Linked DNA regions of Mus musculus: region 2 is linked to region 1. Evidence: chromatin contacts called from public ChIA-PET data. All regions are on one chromosome and are shown on one strand. Each heading gives the region's core, a stretch centred on a gene start, on an enhancer-like site or on the middle of the called end of the contact. The rest is flanking DNA. Distances are from core to core; before and after follow the strand shown. Region 1 overlaps Mmd (monocyte to macrophage differentiation-associated). Region 2 holds the start of Cox11 (cytochrome c oxidase assembly protein 11, copper chaperone).

Region 1 (6,036 bases), core at 2,701-5,200:
CACCGTACACAAGAATTCACTAAAGATAATGTAACACTCTTATACTGAAGTTCCCAAGCTATTCTCAAGCAAAGTTAAAAGGAAAATAACAGTTGTTTTGTTTTAAAGCCACTCTCCTTTCTTAGAACGAGAGCTACTACTACTTCAAAGCAAATTTTAAAAAAATGAAGTAAAAGGACTTGAAAACTACTGAGCACGAAGCTGGGGCAAATGCTAGGCTTTTCCTTCTGACCTCAAACTTACAGCTTTCCCTCTTCAGCTGGGTAGGGACCATACGGTGGGCCACCACAACCTTCAAAGATCCCTCGAATTCTTAAGATTTTATGTCAGTCATTCATGCTCTCTTTACCATAACAGAACTCCAAATAGCCTCTTCCAGAGAGTCAGGCTTAAATAGCCCCATTACTCAACCTCAAACAGCTACTTCTAATCTTTTAGACAAGTCTCTGAAAGAAGGGTGATGAGATGGGGGTTGAGGGGGGAAGCCATCATCCAAAACAAAAAAGTACAGAACAAACCCACCCAATATATACACAGCGTTGCCAAGCCTTGGGGATAGCTAGTGTAACTCATATGGTTCTCTCTCAAGTCTATAGTTAATGGATATATCAAAGCTCCAAAAGGGAAAACTGCACATTTCTCATTACATCAGAGTATCAGGGATTTAGGGAGGAAGGAACCAAAATTCTAAAGCCACGTCTCACCATTGATGTCACCACCAAGGCTGGAGAAAATCCCATCGTGAGATAGAAGAAAAGTTCAACCACTTTATACCTGTAGGGACACACAAATGGTTAGACACACCCCTTGGGACTGCTTTATACCAGCTTCCCTGTTCTTTATCTTGAAAGCGAAATATAAGCTTTTAAACAACTCAAAGGGGATGCATTTCCCACGAGGAGACCACCTAGCCTCTCCCTAACACACTGAGTAACAATGTGGTAAAGTTTCTCTTAGGATGAAAAGGGCAGAAATTGACCCAGGCTGCCTAGAACATGCTTGCTGTCAAAGCTAGCTGTAATCTAGCCCAGTACAATACGTTTCCCTTGCCCATCCTCTTGGTTTGGCCCATCATCAGTTCCATCCAGAGTTAAAAGGACCTTGAAAGGGTGAGGGGAGGTGAAAACACAGCTTTCTCCAGGAGTGGGCAGCAGCCAGAGCCCAGGATGCGTTTTCTGTTTGTCTCTTCATTTTGCACGCATATTTCCTGTCCCATGCCACTAGGCTGCAGGCTATCTGAGAACTTTAGCCCTAGTGGAGGGAGAATGGTCTTGGGGTTACCAGAAAGGCCTGTCTTTCCTTGCTATGCTATCTGGAGGCTACAATCCAGAAGCCTGCCCCCAAGGAGCGCGTGTGCCTTCAGACAGATTTGCTGGATATTACATAATCTACTTAGCATTTGTTACATTCAGGGGGTAACTGGAGTCAGGTGTCTAGGATCAGCTTCAGGATCAATATGGCTATTGGTGTTCTCTTTGTTCAGATCTCGTTTAGGCAGCTATGTTGGTGAACTTCATGGGTGCAGCTTCTAACTTTCTTAGAAGACAATCTCATAGCAAAGTTCATTTTCTTCCGGCTCTCATGTGGGTAATTTTCATGCCTACAGCTGACGGTGATGACCCTGAAGGTCTCCTTTGGAGCCAGACGGTGCACTTCAATCTGCCTTTGTTTATACTCACACTGTGAGTAAGGGGAAAAGCTGTGTCCAACACTAGCTTCTTTCCTCAAACACTCTCCAGATTTCTATGTAGGTGAGTACTGTGCTGTGACACTTATCATCGGTTACCTGTCATCCCCATGGAAACTGGAAGGGAACTAGTCTCCACTTAAGACATCTGTGAAACAGACAGGGGCTAGCTTGCCTCTGGATGATGATGATAATAATAATAATAACAACAGTCCCTAGGGCTCTAAAATGTCCTTCAACCTCATTGTGACACATTTTTGCCTTCCCACCCCAGCCTGTGCAGCAATAGTGAATTCCAGATGGCATTAAAGACTTATTAAAAAGCAATACATTTTCTTTTTATGTATTTCTACTATTGTGAGACACCAGCACAGAGGAAACTGCAATGTACCACAGGGATAATTTAGGCAGTTAATTGTTAAATTATCGAACGGAAGTGATCTTTCTCTTACTTTTCATGGTAGAGAAATACATAAATGGTTCCTCCAGCTGCCATGAGCCAGATAAACCAACGCATATGAGATGCCAGGGGTCCAAGTTCACGGAGATTTAACCTATAGATGCAAATGACAAAGGCGTAAATGACAGGAATCGGGAGCCCATGTTCTCCTAGTGACAACAAACAGCAAACAACAGGGTGACAGAAAGATACGGCCTTCAACATAGCAAGGAGGCTTTTGGCAAGTTTGGGTGAAACGAATCATTCAAGGTAAAAACTGCTGGTCGAATTTTAGTATTCAGAGTTACACACGATTTAAAAATAGCACCAGCTAAAACCAGACATGTCAGTATGCTGTCAAACCTGACTTTCCCTAGCGGGGACACACTGAAGTAAAGGCTACTGGCGGTTTTATTTCTGACTACATATTTGGGATGCTGACAAAGCTTATTGAGAACCCAGAATAAAATCCTGAACCCGGATCACATACCCACAGCAGACACCTAATATACATGTCTCCTTTAGCAACCTCTCTGCCAAGACAGAACATGAGAACTCCTTCAGCATGTGCTATGGGACCTGTTCTGTCACAGTTCAACATACCACAATGTCATGTGCCCGGGTATATTAAAAACAAATTCGAAAAACAAATGTTCAGTTTGGCTAGAACTATAAAACTAATATTCCCGAAAAGGAAAATTAACTATGGACATATCTAAAACTATACAGGAACAGACTGCCTACTCTCTGTGTGATTCTTGAGTTCATGCTTAATTGTTTTTTTCCCATATTTATCCACTTTAAATTGCTTCACAAAAGCTTTTAGGCATGCTTGCTCGTATATGAATCAGACCTATAATTTAGTGAGAGGTACTGGAGAGGCCTTGGACAGTTTTTTATTCAAACAGATAATTACATTTCTTTTGAGTGACTGAGTCGGCATGAGGCAGATTCTAGAGGCCTGCTGTTTCTATTGACTAGAGCAGTAGATGGGTCAATGGGAAGTTCTGAGGTTTTAAAACTGGGCCAGGTCTAGGGGAGAAACTATAGTTTCTTTAGTTTTGGCTTTGAAGGCGTGTGATCTACCTCAGAAGGGCAGTAAGATCAAGGAAACTGCACAGGAGACTTGATATATTTAACTCGTTTGGCTAGTTAGCAGTAATGAGAAATGTGTGGACAGTAGCTACTGGGCTACGGAGTGGGCAGAAACAAAGGGTATACATTTCTAAAGGATGCTTGCCTTTCCTCATATGCATTTACAGCATCTCCATTCACCAAATTCAATCGTCACATATTCTGAAAAGCAGCAGAGATATATGGAAAGAAGATGGAGGGGGAAGGGAAGCCTGCTAGCTATACCCAAGTTCACAGCACCCCCCCCCAAATAATCTCAAGCAGACAGTCCTTCCAAATCATGAGTAATGTATCCAAGTAAACCAAACTGGGGGTGGGGGTGCAAGTGTGCCCTGTGAGAGGGGCAGAGTACACGCAGGAGGACCTCGAAGGGGAAGGGGAAGGGAAGGGAAGGAGTGAGGGTCTTTATCACAAAGATGCTTTCCCAGGGTACAGGATGCTATCTTACCATGGGGCGTAGGAAGCAGCAATGAAGAAGTAGATGACCATCCGATCGCACATGTGGAAACAATGCTCCACTGTTCTGTTGGGGGAAGGGAAGAGGGTAAGGGAACGGGTCAAAACCTTCAGACAGGAAGTCTGGGTACCACTCTGCAAGGTTACAATCACTCTGCCTGCTTCACTGCCCCTGGGCATCCACAGCTCGCCCTTCCAAGCCGCAGCTCTGCTTTTTAATGACAGGAAGCCACAGGCGAAGCTCTACAGTTTTAGGTCATACACATAACCGGACGTGAGATGGGGGAGCCCCACGGCAGTCAGGTGACATGAGTCTTTGATGTTTCCCTTTTCGTTTGGAAGATGAAATGCTGTGAGGGGAGACAGCACCTTGGTTCCTATCACAGTACATGGCTCAGTCCTCATGCCCAGCTACCAAGCCCTAAAAATCCTTTCTTTGGTTTAAACTCCTTTTTTTTTGACCATTTCATATACATGCATAACATATTCTGTCATAGTCACCCCTCCACAATCTCTTACCAGCTCCTGCTTGCCCCACCCACATCCTTGTACCACAGTGGTGCTCAACCTTCCTAATGCTAAGACCCTTTAATACAGATCTTCATGTTGTGGTGACCTCCCAACCATAAAATGATTTTCATTGCTACTTCTGCTACTGTTACGAATCGTAATGTAAATACCTGATATGCAGCCCATGGAAAAGGGTTGTGCAACCCCCTAAGGGGTCAAGACCCAGAGGCTGAGAGGCTGAGGTTCTAACAGGTCTCCATCCCATTTTGAAGACTTCTGTTTACTGAGTTCACATTCTTGTCTTTGTTGTTGCTGTTTTTGTTTTGTTTTGTTTTGGTTTTGGGTTTTTTTTTTCACACATCTTTAAGCAAGCTTTCACTTTAAACATGCCAGGGTAGACAGTAAGTGGCAAAAAGGGGAAATCCGTAGTTTAGGGCCAGCAATAGCATACATAAATATGGCGTCTTTGCTGTGAAAGGGTGGCGAATGCATCTTGAAACTGGTCCAAAGTCAAAGCTGGACTCGCAAAACGCATGCTAAGGAGGCTGTGCTTTACTGAGGTCGTTTATGAGTGCAGTCAGGTGGAGAGATGGGTCGGCAGTTAAAAGGTGCTTACTGCTCTTCCAAAGGACCTGCATTCGGTTCCCAGCACCCATGTCAGGCAGCTCACACCCATCTGTAACACCAGCTTCAGAGAATCTGATGCCCTCTTCCAGCCTACACACACACACACACACACACACATACACACACACACGGCATCCATTCACACACATGCACACACACACATACATAAATAATAGTTAAAAACATGAATAAATAAATAAAGGTGTAAATACAGAGGACTGTCAGCCACGTAGCTGAGGGTCGGCTTGAACTACTGATCCTCCTGCCTCCATGTCTCACAGTGTTGGGATTACAGGCAGGTGCCATCCACCCAGCTCCATCTGTTGTTCCCAATCTAGTTTTGGTTTCCAGGGTATGGAACGCTATCATTGTGTGGCGCTTGGGCCCTTGACATTGCCTCATGATACACATATGCTGTTGGCCAAGTGGACTGACAGGGTCATGAGAGCAAATAAATAAAAATCAGATCTGTACGGAAGAATGGTACGGTGTCCTGAGCTAATGTCTCGTCAGTAAAACACACTCGGGCAACCGGATTCTTCTACAGCAGAGCTTTATTGCTTCAACAGGAGGATGACTCCGAACCCGGAAAATGGTGCTGCTTATATACCCCTCCGTGTGGCATGTCAGCATCTGATTGGTTGTTTGCCCATCACCCCATTACTACACCCCAGGATGGGCAGTGACTTGGCACGAATTTACTCTTGCACCTGCGCACATTACTTGTTTACCAGTTAGGCACTATGGAAGCCAGCGCCATCTTGTAATGGCGATTGCTCACGGCTCTCCATACTACGGAAGCTACAGTTTAGTTATGATCACTTAGTCACGGGTCTAAAGAAGCAAACATTCGATCAAACCACGTCTAAAAATCACCTGGGAATACAGGGAGCCACAGACTCACGGGTGCAAGACTCTACTTTCCAGGAGCCAGGAAGCAGGAGGGAGAAAGCAAGGGTTTAATTTCTTGTTTTGAACCCCTGAGATAATTTTGATTCCCAGCAAGGCTTGGGGGCTTTCTAACTCTGCTTTCGAGGCACTGTTAGGGCAGACAGTCAAACCTAGAGTCTTGCTGGTAACCTGCCACCAGCTTGCCCTTGTGGCACAGGCCTGTGGTCCCAGCTTCTGAAGTTGAGATGATATTAATTACCTGGGAGATACAATAAGTTCAAGACTATCCTAA
Region 2 (5,780 bases), core at 588-3,087, 370 kb before region 1:
TCCTGTGTATACTTTTCTGTACCATGGGTTTTATAGTTCAAATTAAGTTCATAACTTTATTCTTATATTCTGCTTTCCTAGGGCATCATGACTGTTTTCCCACTTGGGAGATTAATGTTTTCCTGCCTCTTAGCTGTAATTCTCTGCATACACACCTATTTACCCTTCATCACAGTTAATGAGGCCCTGACTTTCTTCCTCTTGTCTGGCTACCCTGCCCGCCAACTACCCTAAAGTAGCAAAAGAGTAATTTGTGTCTGACGTTTCCCCATCACCATTATTTCCTCATTAGAGGTAGAGGTGGTGTTACTTCCAAGGTGTACACACTGCTGCCTGAGGTTATCACAATTCTCACTGCCAGATAATTCACCTTTCTTACACCAGAAAAACAAAAAGCCGAATGAGGCTAAAGGAAGATGCAAAAAAAAAAAAAAAAAAAAAAAAACCCTACCATATTAATATTTTATTATCTTTCTTTCACTTGTTACACACGTTACTTAGCTTTTTCAATTTCTCTCAATATTGTCAAATTAAACTTTAATCCTAAAAGAGAAATCATAAATTTGACCTTAGTTAACAGGTAAGGATATGATTCTGTTTCAGAGACTCAGTTTTAAGATGAACTATTTTTTTTTTCATAAAGGATTTAAATCCGCTGAAGAAAAAGCAAGTTAAGTGTTCCGTCTTTCAATAACAAAACAATTCCTTATATATTCTAGGGACATGTTATTGAAGTTTCTCAAGTTTGGTGTTTAAACTAAAAGGTAGAAAACAGAAAAATAATGTCCTGGGCTCAAGCCTATATTACTGAGTCTGTCACAGTTTTCCTGGGTTACATTTTAATTTGCTCATGAAGAGGGACCATTCTATGGCTTCCCTTATTTATTTATTTCCTTCTCTAAAACTCGTTGATTCCACAAGTAACAGGGCATTCTTTTGGAAATATCGGTGCTTAACGTGGAACTTGATTTTAGGGTTTTTTTCCTTTTTTTTTTTTTTTAAACCTCAGGCTAACCCAGCCTAGCCTGATGATGCTAAACTAGCCTAGGCTGATGATGCTAACCTAGAATGAGGAAAGCTTGAACACAGGAGTGTCAATTCCATTTCTGTGGGTCTCGGCACCACTGTATACTATTAGCATTTTAGGTTGGACAACTATCTGGGGCAGGGGAGGTGTCCTGTGAACCTCCAGGTATGCGACAGCCGCTCTAACTCACCAAGTGTCAGCGGTACCTTCTCCCCGCGCTTCACAGAATGGCTGTGCTGATAGCCCTTTGAAGGGTGGCACCAGCTCCATCATTACCGGAACCGGCTTCCACTTGCAAGGTTTTTTAGTGACCTTGGGCACGTCCTTCCCGGTCTGGATCCGAGGCGACGCCCCCCTCCCCCCTCCGGCGGGTGACCTCGGCCTCCCCGGCAGGGGGATGGCTCAGGTGGGATCCGTGCCGCGCTTCGTCCCCTCCCTTACCTGGCAGTAGAGCCGATAGAGGGGCACCGCGGCGTAGGAGGCCCCCAGCATGCCCACGGCGGCCGCGGCCACGTAGGTGAGCACCGTCTTGTTCCGCCGCCGCCACTCGTCCTCCTGCGCGCGCTGGAAAGGGTTGCTGCTCCTCGGCCGCCGTGGCGGCTGCGTCGCGGGCCCCCGGACCCCGCACGGGCGCTTCCATGTCCCGAGGCGTCTCAGACCCCGCTCCGCGCCTCCGAGCCCATCCCACCCGGGCCTAAGCACCAGCTCTGCGTTCACCACAGTCCGCCCTGACCACCCGGGCTGCCTCCAGCCCCGGCCACACGAAGCCACCAACCTCCATCCCGGACACCAGAGCCCTCCCATAACCCCCCGGAAAGAATGCCCGCCTGGCGGGGCCGCTGGCGAGATCTCGCGAGACCTCGCGAGTCTCGCGGTACCCGGCTTGAGCCTCCGCTGCTGCCTTGACTACCAGATTCCACAGTTAGCAGTGGCGCTACGGAGGCCGGGTGGCCCGAAGAGGGTAAGTTCGCGTTTTCTTGCTAAGTGACTGTGCCTCGCACTTTTGTTTCCTTGGGATGCTTCTTTAGTTTACTTTGCAGAAAATGCATTTGGGCCTTCGGCGTGCAAGCTCCTCACTGGGGCTTGTATCCCCATCTCCCCAAACTTCGCCAGCCTTTGTCTCGACCTAGCGGCCCCCAGCGGCAGCTCTGCCGCGGGGCTCTCACTTGGGGTTCGCTCAGCCCCGTTGCTTTCCGCCGCTGACTGAGCGCAGGCAAACCAACGTCCCTCTTTCTGGAACACTTAGTATGAGAACCGCCTTTCTCTCCAACACCCCGACCTGTGCATCTTCTCAGCCCCATGGGCAGATGTCTCCCACTGCGCTCATCACCCCTCTGCTGTTTACCCAGCAAAACCATTAGGTCAGACAGCCGCCGAAAAAACCAAGTTTGTTCAGAATAGAGGGACCAGGACAGGAGGGCCTTTAAAGGAGGGACTGAAGGAATAAAGACGTGCATCTTGCAGGCACAGACCCCTGGGAAATACGCTAAAGCTTTCTTCAGTTCTCTAAATGTTCCACAAACAAGGACCAATAAATATTAAATAGCACTGAGAGCAGATTCGGAGGTTAAGCATCAATGAATTTACACAAGTCTTGTCCTTGCATAAGTTTAATTTTAATATGACTTCTCCGTAACCTGATGGCCCTATTTCGTGAATGGAAATCACAGTAATTCAAGGAGGGTAAGAATATAATATGATTTTTGCCATTGCTTGAAGCATAGTAAGAATTTTATAAAAGTTAGGTCATTTCTTTTTCAAAATAATGGTTTGGTTTTATTAATTCTTTGAGGGTATTTTACTCTGTATTTGGGTCATATTCATCCCCTACTCCAGGCTCCTCCCAAAACTACCCCCCCCCCCACATTATTATTATCCAGAGTCCAGGCTGAAGGCGAACTAACTCATTGATGTGTTAGTCTGTGAGTGTGATCGGTGTGATCAATTGCACCATTAAAGAAAACTGACTTTCCTTCTTCCAGAAGCTGTAAGAAGCCAATAGCTCTCTCGTGCCCACCTTTCCACCTCCATAAGCTAGAGCTTATTTCTGATGGCCTCTGTGGGTCTAACTATCCCCACATTGTGGATTGGAACCGAAAACTGGAAGAGCTATCAGTCAATCAGCACGTATTCCTTGACTCTCACTGAGCCATACACCTTTTTAGTTTGCTGGGGACATTCCAAACTAAGTCAGGCACAATCACTTTTGTTATTGACTGCAGCCTCTACTGAAGGACTCAGAAAATAAATGTAAAATAAAGGAATTTCAACTAACAGTGTCTGCTATGAAACTAGCTGATGATGGCATGAAGTCATTGAGAGTGACAATGAGGAGGGTAAAAGAAGGTCTAAAGAGGTAAAAGAAGGTCTTCCTGGGGGTGACATTTGAGCCTACTCCCAAACTGTGAAAGAGCTACCCACGAGACAAAAATCTCACATCGTACACAAGTCCAGAGACAGAAATAAGTTGGATAGGATTGAATATCAACAAAGACAAACAACAACAAAAAAAACCAGGGTCCGTGTGGAGCGTGCAGAGCGAGCAGAGTTAACAGTGAAAGGAAATGGGGTCACAGCAGGTACAGACACCTGATACTACAGAGCTATTTCAGCCATGGCTAAGGGACAAAATGGGAGTGATCGGATATGATTTGATTCACACTGCAGGAAGAACATGATGTAAGTCACACGGTGAGAATGAGCAGGGCAAGGGGAAGCAGAAGTGAGGGGCATCTGCATGTTAGTGACAGTGGAGATGATGGCCTTGAAGAAGTAACTGAATAGTGGCCACAGCGCTGAGGGCTGTAGGCATCGTCTAGGACATCACTCTAGTAGGTGGTCACTGAAGTTACAGACTTCTCTTCTCCCATCTTGGTATGACAGTGTTTGGTCACCCTTTCCCTCTACATGTACTTTCATTCTGATACCAGATTGTCAACATTTTGCTCTCATTTTACTTTTCTTACTGCATAGACTCAAATTCCATATGAGGGGGCTGGAGAGGTGGCTCAGACCTTAAGAGCGTTTGCTGTTCTTGCAGAGGACCTGGCTTCTGTTTCCTGCACTCACCTAGGGACACAGAACTGTCTCTGACTTCAGTTCCTGGCTTCTTCTAGCTTCTTCAGGCACTGCACATACATGGCACCTACACGCAGACAATATACTTGTAAATGTTTTTAAAATCCTATGCTAATGCTAATGTGCTTAAAGCTAACAATATATTTCCTTCAACTATTTTCCCTTTCCAGCTATTGTTTCTCCATATTTTTCAAAACAGCTGTATAAATGTGTCAATAATAGGGTTGCAATCATGACTGCTTTCTTATTAATTGAAAGTGAATATCTGAGGAACAGCCATTTTGATAGCAGTAAAGTGATGTAGGTCTTTCTAGATTTCTCTTTTAATAAAATGAAATAGGTACCAATCCAATTCCTGTATGATAATGAAAAATAACAGCTCATGTATATAAAAGTGTTTTTGGATGGTAGCTAAAATGTTTCAATCTCCAATATTCACTTTGAAATGATTTAAAAGTTATATAAACATTGCAGAAATAATACGTTCCCAACTTATCCTTCACCTGGTTTCCAAGATCTTAAAGATCTCTGTACTCTTGGAGACGAGGGCAGACAGACGATATCCTGGAACTGTAAACTGGATCCTTGCATGAGTGTTGATTACAAGGACACAGCACAGGCATCCATCAAGTATTTAACATCAGCCCAATGCTGTGCTATCATAGCATAGTAATACCATGCGATCACCTTGGCCCATCATAGCAGCACACTTCAGAAACAGGTTACTCAACAAATGTATTATATTTCTGGAAGCTGGAGAACCAAGATCAAGGTGGTGGCTGATTTCTCATAAGGATTCTCTCTCACTTGTGGCAGACTTGTGTCCTCCCATGCCTGACAGGAGTCAGCAATCTTGCTGATGTCTTTCTTAAAGGAGCACTAACCCCTTCTGATCAGTCGGTTGTTCCACCATTATGTTCTCATTTAACCTTAATAGCTCTTTCACCATCTGAACAGAGCTCCACCAGGGCCAGGTTTTCAACCTGTGGGTTTTAAGGAATGTGCCAGTTCAGAACTTCACACCCTGGTGTCCAAGAACTCTGCTGAAATTAATACTGCGTATGCTGCTGTTTCCAACTTAGTTCTAGAATCTGGTCCAGGACGGCCCCTGGCTTCCAGTTGTCTTGCCCTTTAGTTTGCACCAGTGTGAAGCTGTTCTTTAGCCTTTCTCCATGGCCTTGAGATGTTTAACTACCTCATGGTTAATTGGTACACTATCCCTTGGTATGCATGTAAATGATTTTTGTTATGACTTTTTTTTGTTTTTGTTTTGTTTTGTTTTGTTTTTTTTGAGACAGGGTTTCTCTGTGTAGCCCTGGCTGTCCTGGAACTCACTCTGTAGACCAGGCTGGTCTCAAACTCAGAAATCCACCTGCCTCTGCCTCCCGAGTGCTGGGAATAAAGGCGTGTGCCGCCACTGCCCGGATTGTGTATGATTTTTATGAGCCTTTGTAGCAGCACAACTGAAGCAATGTGCCTGTCTCATTGAATTTCCTTAGGAGTCACATAGTGACATCCTGATTCATGACCAAGGTTTTTATCTCTTTACTGAGGTGTATCTTCAGGGATTTGTTTCTAGTTTTGTTGTTTAGAGTTAGGGTCTCCCAGAGAAACCCAGGCTGGCCTCAAACTCAAAAATCCTCCTGCATCAGCCTCCAGCACTACAATTACAGAT

What was found. ChIA-PET counts read pairs in DNA pulled down with a chosen protein or histone mark.
Region 2: an RNA polymerase II ChIA-PET map of memory CD8 T cells shows a contact between it and region 1, with 15 read pairs. The contact joins the promoter of Cox11 here to the enhancer-like site in region 1. A contact is called at or near these places in 11 of 39 promoter capture datasets (the C10 cell line, the HPC-7 cell line, HPC-7-derived erythroid cells and 8 more), 4 of 484 Hi-C or Micro-C datasets (CD4 T cells, CD8 T cells, the HPC-7 cell line and 1 more), 30 of 115 datasets of contacts at active chromatin or transcription factors (the NIH/3T3 cell line, acute myeloid leukemia, astrocytes and 23 more) and 3 of 9 other capture datasets (adipose tissue, liver and pancreatic islet).

What each region holds. Positions count from the first base shown.
Region 1 is chr11:90,262,250-90,268,285 of GRCm38.p6, reverse strand. Mmd (monocyte to macrophage differentiation-associated) reads right to left here. Exons shown (of 7, transcript NM_026178.2): 4 at 3,709-3,783; 5 at 2,140-2,241; 6 at 705-774. Among named protein-coding and RNA genes, the nearest start is that of Mmd, 16 kb to the right of the region's middle. Within about 2 kb of position 3,950, at least 45 of the 459 cell types and tissues checked have an H3K27ac peak or open chromatin away from gene starts, as enhancers often do. A contact at or near this core is called in CD8 T cells, the HPC-7 cell line, acute myeloid leukemia and 4 more, where this site is marked.
Region 2 is chr11:90,634,241-90,640,020 of GRCm38.p6, reverse strand. Cox11 (cytochrome c oxidase assembly protein 11, copper chaperone) reads right to left here and starts at 1,837. Exons shown (of 4, transcript NM_199008.2): 1 at 1,469-1,837. The coding sequence starts at 1,831. It overlaps Stxbp4 (syntaxin binding protein 4), which reads left to right and starts at 1,913. Exons shown (of 18, transcript NM_011505.2): 1 at 1,913-1,988.